Regions from separate parts of the Mus musculus genome. Here all the other regions are linked to region 2. The links are chromatin contacts, called in public HiChIP or PLAC-seq maps. All regions are on one chromosome and are shown on one strand. Each heading gives the region's core, a stretch centred on a gene start, on an enhancer-like site or on the middle of the called end of the contact. The rest is flanking DNA. Distances are from core to core; before and after follow the strand shown.

Evidence for each region. HiChIP or PLAC-seq counts read pairs in DNA pulled down with a chosen protein or histone mark.
Region 1: a contact with region 2 is called in an H3K27ac HiChIP or PLAC-seq map of embryonic stem cells, with 6 read pairs. The contact joins the promoter of Cnfn here to the promoter of Pafah1b3 in region 2. A contact is called at or near these places in 22 of 39 promoter capture datasets (the 3T3-L1 cell line, the C10 cell line, the HPC-7 cell line and 16 more), 21 of 484 Hi-C or Micro-C datasets (the C2C12 cell line, CD4 T cells, CD8 T cells and 16 more), 16 of 115 datasets of contacts at active chromatin or transcription factors (the SCID.adh cell line, cardiomyocytes, craniofacial prominence and 10 more) and 4 of 9 other capture datasets (adipose tissue, embryonic stem cells, liver and 1 more).
Region 3: an H3K27ac HiChIP or PLAC-seq map of embryonic stem cells shows a contact between it and region 2, with 12 read pairs. The contact joins the enhancer-like site here to the promoter of Pafah1b3 in region 2. A contact is called at or near these places in 12 of 39 promoter capture datasets (the C10 cell line, cranial neural crest, embryonic stem cells and 6 more), 1 of 15 datasets of contacts at CTCF or cohesin (embryonic stem cells), 6 of 484 Hi-C or Micro-C datasets (B cells, CD4 T cells, CD8 T cells and 3 more), 11 of 115 datasets of contacts at active chromatin or transcription factors (CD8 T cells, bone marrow-derived macrophages, embryonic stem cells and 3 more) and 3 of 9 other capture datasets (adipose tissue, liver and pancreatic islet).

What each region holds. Positions count from the first base shown.
Region 1 is chr7:25,367,998-25,372,437 of GRCm38.p6, reverse strand. Cnfn (cornifelin) reads left to right here and starts at 2,714. Exons shown (of 4, transcript NM_001081375.1): 1 at 2,714-2,773; 2 at 3,962-4,072; 3 at 4,336-4,440. The coding sequence starts at 3,964.
Region 2 is chr7:25,295,527-25,299,828 of GRCm38.p6, reverse strand. It overlaps Pafah1b3 (platelet-activating factor acetylhydrolase, isoform 1b, subunit 3), which reads left to right and starts at 1,843. Exons shown (of 5, transcript NM_001357350.1): 1 at 1,843-2,457; 2 at 2,654-2,743; 3 at 3,392-3,508; 4 at 3,586-3,708. The coding sequence starts at 2,377.
Region 3 is chr7:25,185,455-25,189,880 of GRCm38.p6, reverse strand. No RefSeq gene overlaps it. Among named protein-coding and RNA genes, the nearest start is that of Mir7048, 30 kb to the left of the region's middle. Within about 2 kb of position 2,015, at least 17 of the 459 cell types and tissues checked have an H3K27ac peak or open chromatin away from gene starts, as enhancers often do. A contact at or near this core is called in bone marrow-derived macrophages and embryonic stem cells, where this site is marked.

The sequences.
Region 1 (4,440 bases), core at 1,465-3,964, 72 kb before region 2:
CTGGTTTTTGTTGTTGAAGGAGGAGCTCCAGTTATGCTGAATAAAATACAAGAAGCCCAATGCGATCTGAAATTCCAATAAATAATTAGATTTTGTTTTAGTAGAAGTACATTCTCACGTAAGGATATTGACAACATATTCATCATCTCTCCGAAATTCCAGTTGGACCTGGTGTGGTGGGGCACACACATAATCCCAGTCCTCATGCCAGGGCAGGAAGATTCCAAGTTCAAGGACAACCTAGGCTTCATTTTAATGTGTGAGTACATTTTGTGTATGTGCATGTGTACATGCAAGTGTATTTGAGGATCCAAACTTGGGATATTCTAACACTCTTTTCTGGCCTAGGTGGGCTCCAGGCACAGTCATACGTGTAGGCCAAAAAATCTGTATGCAGAAAATACTTAAATATTTAAAAACTGAACCAATGCATACACTGTATGTATCTATCCACCACGTAAGGGGGACAAGGTCAAGCACCTACTGGCTGGGTCATGAGTCCTCCCCAGCTCTGCAGACCTCATCCCCTCCATTCTTGGATCTCTTTCCCCTCCCCCACGCCAAGCCACCTCACAACTGCCCAGCCTCAGTTTCTTCACCTACACCCGTGGTTATATCTAACCGGGATACGTCAGTCAACCTAAGGACGACTCAGAGAGTCATCTGAGGAGCCCACTGCCCTCAGTTATGACTGGTCTTGAGTCATTTACGGTCCATTTTCAGGAGTGGTATGGGGAAGGGGCCATATCTTAAGAGAGCAGGCTTGGATAAGGGCAGAGATGGGGAGAGAAACAGTGATGTGAGACAGAGACCTCAGGATAAGGATACCCAGGCACGGGGTCTGGGAGGAGGGAGACCAAGAGATGAGGACACAAACACACACATGTCAAAATGGGCTTGCAAAGATGAGGAAAGGAAGTGAGGGGTATGACAGCTCATGTTTGCAATCCAAGAACTCAGGTGGCTGAGGCAGGAGGATCACCCTAAGTTTGAGGCCAGCCTAACTACATACAGAGTAAAACCCAGCTTCAAAATAAAAATTAATAATAATAAGATGGGAGGAAGGAAGCTAGTTGGATATGCTGCGGCTGGGCCGAGTGCTTGCCTTGCATAGACAAGGCCCTGGGTTGGATCCCCAGCGCCAGGTTCTGTAGTTCTGTTTGTATGATCTCAGTACTTGGAGATGAAGGCAAAATGTTCAAATTCATCCTCAGTTACACAGTGAGTCAGAGACCAGCCTTGGATACGTGAGAGCCTGTCTCAAAAACAAAACAAAAGCGGGGGTGGGGGGGAATAAAGATGCAAAGATAAGTGGATGGGGACTCAGAGCTGAAGTGGGCAATGCCACCCATGCATGTCGGCATCACCCCAAAAGACAGACACGCGCAAGCAAAATGATGCTCACTACCATAAGTCTGGGGCCACAGCCAGTCAGCCATTTGGGTGGTGCCAGGAGACAGAGTGTTGGATATGTGGAGAAAGCTGTGGTCATAGGCCGTCCAGATCACAGGCTGGCAGGTGATCCATTTGTTGTCCCCTCATACCCACACACTGTGGCATGGTGACACAACCTCTTCTAGAGTTGACACCCCGATTTTCTGGTGCCTCCTATATTTTGGGGGTGACACCCATGGTAGGAACCCCACCCAACTCTAATGCCGCTTCCTTACTGAGTCACCTACAACCCTGTCAGGCCTGTTGAGGGGAAACTTTGGTGAATCAAGTACCCAAGACCCAGTCCCTTAATCCCTGAGGAATTCATTGGGAATTTGGATCTAGCTCTCGAGGAACACACAGCCTAGACTAGGGTCGCCAGAGTCTAGACCCTCTTTTAGATTAAGAGGCCCAGGCTCAGCCCTTCTCCCTCAGACTCATAGGTCTCAACCCCAGCCCTCCTCCCTCAGTTCATGGATCCAGACTCTTCCCTCAGACCCAGGTTCCAGATCCCAGCCTCCTCTCTCAGACTCCAGTATCAGCTTTCCCCCTTCAGACCCAGGAGTCTAGGTCCCATACCTCCTCCCTCAGATTCACATTCCAGACCTCCCCATCTCTGCTCCCATCGCACTCAGGTGTTAACTGGGGCCAGACACAACCCCCAGGTTTCTTGTCAGTCCCCAGCCCCCTCCCTTCCCATTTGAAGCAGAGATGAGGTGCAATATTTACTTTGGTCCTCACATGAATCGCCCCCTAAAACACGTGACTGTCCCCCACTGACCCCATGCCTCCGGGCCTTGAACCGAACACTGGGGAGGAACCCGCTCCCACTCTGTATAACACACCAGGCATCCCTCCCTAACCCCTCACTCTCTCCCTGCCTCTCCAGATCTTGCAGTTTTCTGTCTCTCAACATCTGTGTCTACCTGTCTCCATCCTCTCAATTCCCATCTCCAGTCACTCATCTTCCCTATCTCCCCTGCCCTGGGTCCCTGCTCCCTCTTCCCCAGTCTCCTTCTTCCTGTACATTCTCCATCTCTGACTCTGTTTCTATCTCTTCCCACTCTTGTTTCTACCTCTGCCGCAGGTCTTCAGTCCTGAGAGATGAGACAAGAGGGGAAGTGGGGTGTGGGGAACAGAGAGGAGAGGGAGGATGGAAAATCCAGGGGGAAGGGAAGAGGGTCAGGCAGACCGGCTAGTCTCCCTTGGCATCTCTGTCAGAGCCCCGCCCAGGGCTGTGTGGCCTGGCCCATATAAGCAGCTCCTGGCCTCACACTGAGAACTTAGTGTCTGCTGTCACCAAGAACCTCTATCTCCATCCCCTCACGTGGATCTGCAGGTAGGACCATCTCCTCCCTAAGTCCCTGCTCTCTGGCAGGCACCTCCGCTCGGTTCTCTGCCTATCTGGCTCACAGCTCTGTCTCCCTGACTGCCTCTGACTGACTGCCGCTGACTGGGATCATCTTACTCTTTCTCAACGCTTCACTTCCCCAGTCTCACCTTTCCAACCTGACTGGTACAGAGTTGGATTTAGAAATTCTGGGGCCCAGCACCCAGTCTCAGAGCCTGTTTGGATGGGTCCATCATCAGGCATTTCTCTTCTGTCTCTGAGCCTATAGCCCTCTGTAAAATCAGCTTGTAGAGGTACCATGTTCCACGCTTGTGGCTGTCTCACAGTGTCTCTGCGAGCACCTGGCTCAGAGTTCTTTCCCATCTGTCTCTGCCATTCCTGGCTGCCTTTGCTCTCCCTAGACAAGGATTTGTCTCTCTCCAACTCTGCCTCTGCTCCAAGAAGGGTCCTCTGGGGTCTGTCGGGCAGCTGTTAAAACGATGGGCGAGTAGTTCGCCCACCTAGCCATCCCAGCCAACAGGTTAACTTGGCCTCTTTCTCTTCAGCTCCCTTCCCCCCCTGAGAGTTCGTCTCCCCCAGTGCCCTAGTCCCTTGCCCTCCCCTGCCTAGTATCCAGCATCCCTTGGACAGACTACATTGCTGTTGCCGTAGCCGTCCCCTGCAGCCGTTCACACAGCAGCCACCTCCTCAGGGCCAGCAAGATGCAGTTTGAGATGCACGACCACGTGAAAGGCAAAGGTGGGGTCACTGAATGCACCAGCAACCCTCTAGGTGCCAGGAACCTGGCTGCCTCCCTACCCTGGGCACCCTGGCTTCGAAAACAAATGGCACTTGCTTCTACCCCAGAGGCCCCAGGAAATGTTGGAGCCCAGTCATGGAGGAGGAGGTGGTGGTATGTGTAGCCAAGTCGAGGCTCTGCCCAGCTGTGGTGCCCACTTTCCCTCCTGACTTTGGCTCAACCAGATGTGTAGTTGGCAACAGCAGCAGAGACAGACTAGGGGTGTTGATGACCAAATGTGACAGATAGGAATGGGGAGGAGGTACAGTGATGTTTCCTCTAGTGGGCGGCCAGGTGGCCTGCCCAGACTGCCCGGCAGAAGGAAGGGCGGCAGGGGTGGCGCGGCTCAGAAGGTCCTGCCAGGATGCCTGTTGATCCCCCTTCTCTTACCTCCACAGCCATGTCATATCCAGTGACTAGTCAGCCTCAGTGCGCCAACACCTGCTACCAGACACAGCTCAGCGATTGGCACACGGGCCTCACCGACTGTTGCAACGACATGCCCGTCTGTGAGTGTCCGAGGAAGATGGGGAGGGAGGGAAACTCACGCCACACTCCTGCAGTCTTCACTCTGCCTGGGATCCCATTATCCAACCCTCAGCCTCCTCACGGTGACCCCCACCCACCCCACCCAGAGCCCGATCGCTTTGGGTCTTGGTTTCCTTCTCTATAACTGTTCTCCTGAAGCCCGCATCCCCTCCGTGCCACCGTGCGTGCCCTCCTCGGGGGCAAACACAGCAGGCCCGGGACCTGACCGTTCTGCCCTGTCCAGGTCTGTGCGGCACTTTCGCCCCGCTGTGCCTGGCCTGCCGCATCTCCGATGACTTTGGGGAGTGCTGCTGTGCGCCCTACCTGCCCGGAGGTCTGCACTCTCTGC
Region 2 (4,302 bases), core at 594-3,093:
AGGGACTGAGTTCAGTTCTTGCATCCACACAGGGCCGCTCACAGTTGCCTTTGACTCCAGCTTTAGGAGATCTGACACCCGGTTCTGACTTCTGCAGTCACCTGCCTTCAAATGCACATATAATCTTACAAAGATATAAACACACACACACACACACACACACACACACTCAAATTCACACACAACCACACACTCACACACAGCTTTCTTGGGCTGGAATGGTTGAGCACACCTTTATTGCCATCACTAGGGTAGATTTGGCTAGTCTGGTCTACACAATGAGTTCTGGGTAGCCTAAGCTACATAGTAAGACCTCCTATTTAGAAAGAAAAAAATCAAAACCAAAAACTTTCTCAGGCAAAAGTGGGGCTCAAGTAGAAAAAGTTGAGGAAGCCCTGTTCACCATGGTAGAGGCTGGAGGATGGTGAGTTTAAAGTCATCTCATACATGAGACCGTACCTCCAAACAAGCACACAGGAAAGAAGTTCTGTTCTAGAGAAACACAAAGCCTCAGAGTCCCGGGCCTTTCTCAGTCATGTCTGAGTCTCTCTCTCCAACACATGGATGGAGATAGCCAGGATCTGACCATTAATGTAACTAATATCATTCTGCAAGCACTGCACTTGTTTAGTAATAACTTCATGCCAGGTCCAGATTAGGGAAAGAGATTGAGACAGAATGTGAACACAATAAATAAAACTCTTCACTACTTTAGTATCAAGCCAACAAGAAGGAATGGATAGGTTTGAAAGTTCAGTCGCTAGGTGGGGCTGCCAGAAAACAACTAGGCCATTTAGGGGTGAGGGAGACCCTGGGCATCTGAGAAAACACTGCGATTTGGGGTTTAGTTTGAGCCAGGGAAAGAAAGAAGATGATAGAAAGTGGCCTTGGCTACAGACATGGGATTTGGAGTCCAGAGCCACCCACCTGAAGTTGATGATGGAACTTTGTATCTAGAGAGAGGAACAGAGGCCTAGGAGGTGCAAGGTGATCTGCAGGACGGATGCCAAGTTGGACCTGGGCTGGGCCTTGCAGCCATCTCCAATTTCTGATCTTTCTGCACCTCTTTCACATAGATCTGATGGTGCCTCTGAGGCATGAAGATATGCATTTGAGATTTTATACCACTAAAAAACTAATGTTGAAGCTGGGTCTAGTGGCACATACCTATAATACCACCACTCTACAGGCCAGCTTGGTCTACAAAGCAAGTCCAGGACAGCCAGGGAGGGCTCTGTCATACAGAAAAACCCTACCTTAAAAACCCTACCTTAAAAAAGACACACACACACACACACACACACACACACACACACGTATATACATATACATAACAAATAAATAATAAATAACAATAACAAAGCCTTAGTGTTGGGCTTGGCCTGGTGGCACACAGCTTTAATCTTAGCACTCAGGAGTCAGAGGTAGGTAGATCTCTGTGAATTCAAGGCCTGCCTGCTGTTTATAGCAAGTTCCATGAGAGCTAAAGTTACAGAGTGAAATCTCATCTCAAAAGAAAACAGAAAGTTTTAAATAGGGAAGTCCCCTCAAAGCCACTCTGGTGCTGCCTCCACCAGCTTCACTTCTTTTTGTTTTTGTTTTCAAGACGGGAGTTTCTCTGTGTAGCCTTGGCTGTCCTAGAACTCTGTTGACCAGCCTGTCCTCGAACTAGTACATCCACCTGTCTCTGGCTCCCTCCAGTGCTGGGATTAAAGGCGTGTGCCACCACCGCCCAGTTTGGCTAGCTTCCTTTCAAATCCCTACACCAGTAAGAAATGGGAGCGTCCCTTCCCAGGTGTCTAAGAGCCACCCCCTCCGCGGATCTAGGAATGAGCTCGTCCACTCCCTCTCCTATGTGAATGGGTTACACACACACACACACACCCCCGTAGGTGGTCTCTTCCGGAGTTTTCTGGCCCTGCAGCAAATGATTTCCTCCTCGGACGGAGGGCGCTAGATTGTCCCTGGTCCCTGTCGGCTTTACAGGTACCCTGCCCCTTTCCGTCCACTCTGGGTTGTGTCTCTCTTGTCTGCGCCCCCTCTTCCCCTGCCACGAGTGCCGCTTGGTCTCGCCTGCCCCTCCCCCCTGCGTTGGGCCCCCGTGGCCGCAAGGGGTCCCGGCGGGAAGCGGCAGACGAGCCCACTTTGCGGCCTCCATCGGGGGAGGGGAGCGAGGATTCCTTCCTACGTGACGGTTTCTAGTCTGCGAAAGGAGGCGGCGTCTGGGCTCGGCCTTCGCCCTACGCGCGAGCGAGCGCGGCAGGACGGTCCATTGTGTTGGCCCGAGAGGTAGGGGTGGGCGTGGCGGATCCACGTCCTCGCGGAGCTTTCCCGGGCGGACTCCACTCTCATCCCCAGGGGGCTGCGGTGCTGAGGATGAGTGGGGAAGGGGAGAACCCGGCCAGCAAGCCCACGCCTGTGCAAGACGTGCAGGGTGACGGGCGCTGGATGTCTCTGGTGAGTGACCGCGCGTGGTCCCCAGGGTTAGGGGCTTGGGGGGCGTGTATGTCTATAGAACTGCTTCGTGACATCCTCCTCCTCACCTAGGTGGGCAGCCTGGTTTGGGTTGTTTGGGGTTGTTCCGCCTGAGGCAGCGGGGTGGGGCGGGGCCTGGAGCGTGCGTGCCTTTGACTCTTTCTGGCTTTCTCTGCAGCACCATCGGTTTGTAGCGGACAGCAAAGACAAGGAACCCGAAGTAGTCTTTATCGGGGACTCCTTGGTTCAGCTAATGCACCAATGTGAGGTGAGGGTCCACCCGTTTCCTCCTTCCTCATCCAGGCATGCACCCTCACTGGCACTTCAAGCCCAGAACCTGATAAGACAAGATAAGGGGTACAGAAATGCCCGTGGTAGCAGGAATCTAAGAACCCCATGTACATGTCTGCTGAGAATGAAGTGTGTGCCCTGAGTTTGTCGGGTTGGGTTTGTCTCTGTCGAGTTAAATTGAGGCGTTCCTTCAAGATTGTGTCAGGTGAGGGCTTTTCATTGTTTGTTTAAGGTGGGGCACAGCCCCTGTTGGGTTTACTCGAAGTTGTAATAGCTTTACAGAAAGTGAAGGTTGATTGTAATGGTATTCTGCAAAGACTTTATCAGTAATAAAGTCCCTAAGACGTTTAGCTACAATGGCTTTCCCCCCCACCCCACAATGAGGTTCAGTTGTATTGCCATTAGCTCTGTGTATACTTAAAGCAGACAGGATCTTCATAAAATGAACGTAACTTCTGTGAATTTTGGTTAAAGTGAAGCAGTAATAAGTTCCATGATTCCGGATTTGGTCAAGCTGAGATTTAACCGGACCTTGTCCATAAAGTAAGGCTAATCCATAATGATATGTCCATAATGGCCTGGACAGAGGGTGGTGGCTAGTGTCTACGTCATTTCTTGACCCCAGATCTGGCGGGAGCTCTTCTCACCTCTGCATGCACTTAACTTTGGCATTGGTGGTGACAGCACACAGCATGTACTCTGGCGGCTTGAGAACGGGGAGCTGGAGCACATCCGGCCCAAGGTAAGGAGGCCTGGGTGGTGGGCTAGCCGCTTTTTTGCCTGCTTCTTTACTATTGATTTGTGTCACTCTTTCCACAGATTGTGGTGGTCTGGGTGGGCACCAACAACCATAGCCACACAGCAGAACAAGTGACAGGTGGCATCAAAGCCATCGTACAACTGGTGAACAAGCTGCAGCCCCAGGCACGGGTGGTTGTGCTGGTGAGAGCCTTGGAAGAGTGGCAAAGGAAAAGGGGCAGCGGTTGTGGTGGCACATGCCTATAACCCTGGCACTTGAAGGGCTGAGGCAGGAGGATAATTGAGCTAAGGGTTGTTCTGGGCAATATGACAAGACGTTGCCTTTAAATGTTTTTTTTAAAAAAAAAAAAGTGGCAAACCTGCTGTACTTGACACAGTTATGGACACCTTGGCACAGTGGTCTCCCACAAAGTGTCTGGTAAAAAATTTCTACACTTTAAGAGTGGCTATGGGCTAGTGATGGTGGTGCACGCCTTAAATCCCAGTGCTCTAGAGGCAGAGGCAGGCAGGTCTCTGTAGGTTCAAAGCCAGCCTGGTCTATATAGTGAAGACAGCCATGGCTACATAGAGATCTTGTTTACAAACAGTGGCAGGGACCGTTCGCCTGTTGCCCAAGGGAATGCAAGGTAATTTGAATGTTGAAAAAAATCTCAGAAAGTTGCCAGGTGTTCCTGCATTAAATTAAGCTTTATCGCTTCTAGCTAAGACATTTCCACCTCTGAAAGAGCCCACTGGCATTATGTCTTTAATGAGTAACTCTGCAAACAGGCTGCTGCC
Region 3 (4,426 bases), core at 766-3,265, 110 kb after region 2:
AATCACAGATACCATATTTTAAAAGTAATAATAATAAAACCGGGGCTCGAGAGATAGCTCAGCAATTAAGAGCACTGACTGCTCTTCTAGAGGTCCTGAGTTCAATTCCCAGCAATCACATGGTGGCTCACAACCATCTGTAATGGGATCCGATGCCCTCTTCCGGTGTGTCTAAAGAGAGCTACAGTGTACTCATATATATTAAGTAAGTAAGTAAGTAAATAAATAAATAAATAAAATCTTAAAAAAAAAAATACAAGACCAAACCTCAGTGACTCCTCTCTTCTACTTTCCAATGATATTTAATGTTTGAGCCCCAGGCAGTCTCTTCAGCATCTTTCTCTTACTGTTGACTCTTCAATAACCCCTTCCACAGGGAGACAAACAACTAATCCTCACATGAACGCCGGTCATGGCGTTCTCTCTAATTTTAATGCCTTTCTCCTTGTTGTTAGAAGACTTTTCCCTTTTAAAACTCAGCAGGAAAACCTGCTGGGTTGGGGGTGGCGCACGCCTTTAATCCCAACACTCAGGAGGCAGAGGCAGGCGGGAGTTTGAGACCAGCTTGGTCTGCAGAGCTGGTTTCAGGACAGCCAGGGCTACACAAAGAAACTCTGTCTTGAAAAAAACCCAACTGAATCCAAACCAAAAGACCTCAAGGAAATTCTCCAGGTTAGTTTTGCATGCCAGGGGACTCTACTGTTGTGATTGAAGAAAAAACAAGTTACATATGATTTCACGAGGGTCCTGGGAATTGATCAGGCCATGGTGTGTGTGTGGGGGTGGGGTGGGAGGCAAGCTCCCTTATTTGCTCTGACATCTTGCCAACTCTGTGGTTGGGATTTCTGTATGCATTTCTCTCTCTTACTGGATTGTGAATCCTTGACAAAAAGAAGCAGAGGTGGGCTCTCCCAAGTTGTTCTCTGACTACCATACTCTTGCCGCCCAATAAATAAAGAATAATAATGAATATAAAATATAAAATAGACAAACCTTTTGAAAAAGAAATTATCTTCCCACGTCCCCCGAAGGTGTGAAGATGTTCACACCTGCCCGACCCTCCCTTTCCTTTTTGTTGTCTTGTTTTGTTTTGTTTTGTTTTGTTTTGTTTTGTTTTGTTTTGTTTTGAGACAGGGTCTCACCGTGTTGCTTTGGCTGGCCTGGAACAGGCTAAGTAGATCATCAGGCTATCCTTGAACTCATAAAGCTCTGCCTGTCTCTGTTTCCTGAGTGCTGGAACTAACGGTGAGGGCCATGTCCACTCCCACCTCTGTGTTTGAGATGCTCTCATTAAAGTGCCTAGACAGGCTTTGAACTTCCGGTCTCCTTGCCTCAGCCTTCAAGGAAGCTGGGATTACAGGCCTGAGCCACCATGCCCCAGGGTCTCACTATGTAGCTCAGGCTGGCCTTGAATCTCCACCTACTCATTTCTGCCTTCTCAGTGGTAGAGTACAGGCACGTGTCGACTCACACAGCTAAAGTTCATTTTACTATTAAGGAAGGCGGTTGGGGAATTGGCTGGAACTTTGAGCCTGACTGGATGTGAGGAGGAGAAACAGGTCAAGGATGGGGGTCGTTTATCTGAATTAACTTGACTAGGGGGGTGGAGGGGGCAGGAACCCGTGTCTGGGTGTGCTGCATGCACCGATTTGAGATGTTAATTTGGAATTGCTTTCAAGAGGGGCTTTGGGAGGGAGTGCTAAACTGTAGACAAATTTAGGATTGCCGCCGTGGAGATAGCAGATGTGGGGTGGGGGGTGGGGACGGGATGATTCAAGCTTGCACGGAACTGAGAAATCAGGCCTTCTTGGCTGCTGAGAGCGTACTTTTGAATATGATTGCGGTTGTATGCTGCAAAGAAGGGAAGCCAGGTAGGGTTGAAAAGCTCATGTTGGATTTAAGATGTGGGCTGGCCTGGAGCCTGAGAAGGCGCGTGATGGGAGTGGTCTGGCCTGGGCTCCTGAAGGGTCAGGCTGGGCTTGGCCACGGAGTTGTTGGTAATGCATCACTCTGGCCACCAGGGGGCAGCAGCCACATGGACTCCAGAGCGTTGACTGTGATCAGCAAGCCTGGCTGATGTGGTCAGAGACTTAGGGAGCTCCGACGCAGTTGAGGCTACTTGGTAGTTGGATAGCTTTCCCAAGTGAAGGGAGCTGAAAGATGGCAGGGGACTCTTTTCGGACAGTTCCCATTCCTGTCTTAGAGAATCCCCATGGACCATTGGGGATGTAGATAGCTTATTTGACACCATGTCTCAGTAGCCCTGGGGTTGTGTCTTCACTGTCTCTTGGTTTGTTTAAATTGGGGAGGGGGAAGGAGTTGTTTGTTGCTTGTTTGTTTGTTTGTTTGTTTGTTTTGAAACGTTCTCACTGTGTAGCTTTGGCTGGTCTTGGAACTCTCTATGTAGACCAGGCTGGCCTTGAACTCACAGAGATCCAACTGTCTCTGCTTCTCCAATTAAAAGGTTACACCACCACATCTTTCTACATAAATATTAATTAATAGTTACTATTAATCAATATTAATATTATCAGTACAAGGTCTGTCTATGTAGCCCAGGAAAACCTCATATGTTCCATCCCCCTGCCTCAGCCTCCCAGGGATTGTAGGCAAGTCCCACACCCAATTTGTTTGTTTTGTTTTCCTTCCTGTCTTTTTTTTTTTTTAATTAAATGTTTACAAAATTCTATGTGTATGGGTGTTTTGCCTGCATATGTGTGTATCACATTTGGCCTGGTGCCTGCAGAGACCAGAAGAGGTTGCCAGATCCCCTGGAACTGGAGTTACAGATGGTTTTGAGCCACCACATGGGGGGCTGGGAATCAAACCTGGGTCTTCTGGAAGAGCCAGAGCTCTTAGCTGATGAGCTGACTCTCCAGCCCCTCCTTCCTGAATTTTCTTTGATACCATCTCACATAGCCCGAACTGGCCTTGAACTTACTACGTGGTCAAGGTGGTCAAGGATATTTTAAGACAGCCTCTCTCTTTTTAGCGTCCCCCTTCTAGTGCACAGAGAAAGCTCAGGGCCCTGTGAATGCAAACCAAGCGCTTCCCCTGTGGGATTTACTTTATTTATTTGTTTCCTTGAATCTTGTTTTCTCCCATTTATCATTGCATTATTATTTCCAACTATGTGTTTGTGTGTTGTTATATGTACACAATATGTGGGGGTAACTGGAGACCAGAGGAGCTGTTGGACCCCCTGGAGCTAGAATTCCATGGAGTTGTGACCTGCTTGGGGTGGGTGCTGGGGATCGAACTCAGATCCTCTGCAAAGGCAATGCACTTTTTGCAGCATTTCCCTTCAGCCATTTCCCCACATTTTATTTTATTTCCTGGACTAATTTATGATCCTTCTGCTTTAACTTCCTAAGCAGCTTGGATCATAGGCCTGAACCTCCTGCCTCTGCCCACCAAGTGCTGGGATTGCGGTGCCCTCCACCATGTCTGGCAAGTGTTCTTGTTGACTGGGGAACACTCCTCATCTTTCTCCCTCTTGATCATGTCTTATCTCAGGCGTCATCTCTTTCCAGAAGCCTCCAGCACACAGTATGGTTTTTATGCACCCAATGTCACCAAGTTTAAAATTAATGCTTTTTTTTGTTTTTAACTTATGGGGTCTACAAATGCATGGCATGCCTGAGGATATTGGGGGACAGTGTGCAGGTATGGGTTCTCTCCTGCCACCATGCAAATCCTGAGACTCACACTCAGGCTGTCAGTATCTTTACCCACCGAGCCTTCTCACTAGCCCCAAACTCTCCAATTAAAAAAAAATTACTTAATACATGTAACACATAGACAGAAAGAATTATTTAATGTATGGAGAGAGAAAGATAGAGAGTGGAGTAGAGGGATGGAAACTCATAGCCTGGCCTTGAACTCACGTCGAGCAGTCTGCCTCTGCCTTCCCAGTGCTGGGGGTATGCAATGCCACAGAAGACCCTAACTCACTGATTTTAATTTGTTTGAGATAGGTATAGTATGATGTACACACACACACACACACACACACACACACACACACACACACACAGAGAGAGAGAGAGAGAGAGAGAGAGAGAGAGAGAGAGAGAGAGAGAGCAGTGTAACCACCACAGTTGTGATCCAAAACGTTTCCACGAGCCTGGGACTCTCAGCGTCCCATTGCTCTGGGTCCTGTCCCTCCACTCTGGCCTTCTGCAGCAGTTGACCATAGTGCTAGTGCCTAGAAAACGTATGAACATAGCTTGACAGTATGCAATCCTACACACAGCTACCCTCAGGTTTTTGCTTTGTTTGTTTGCTTGCTTGCTTGTTTGTGATAGGGACTTGATATGTAGCCCAGGCTGTCCTCAAATTCACGGCAACCTTGTCTCTGATTTACAAGTGCTGGAATTACAGCTGTGTGCCACTGCATCTGGCTTGTTCTCTTGGACAGAACACT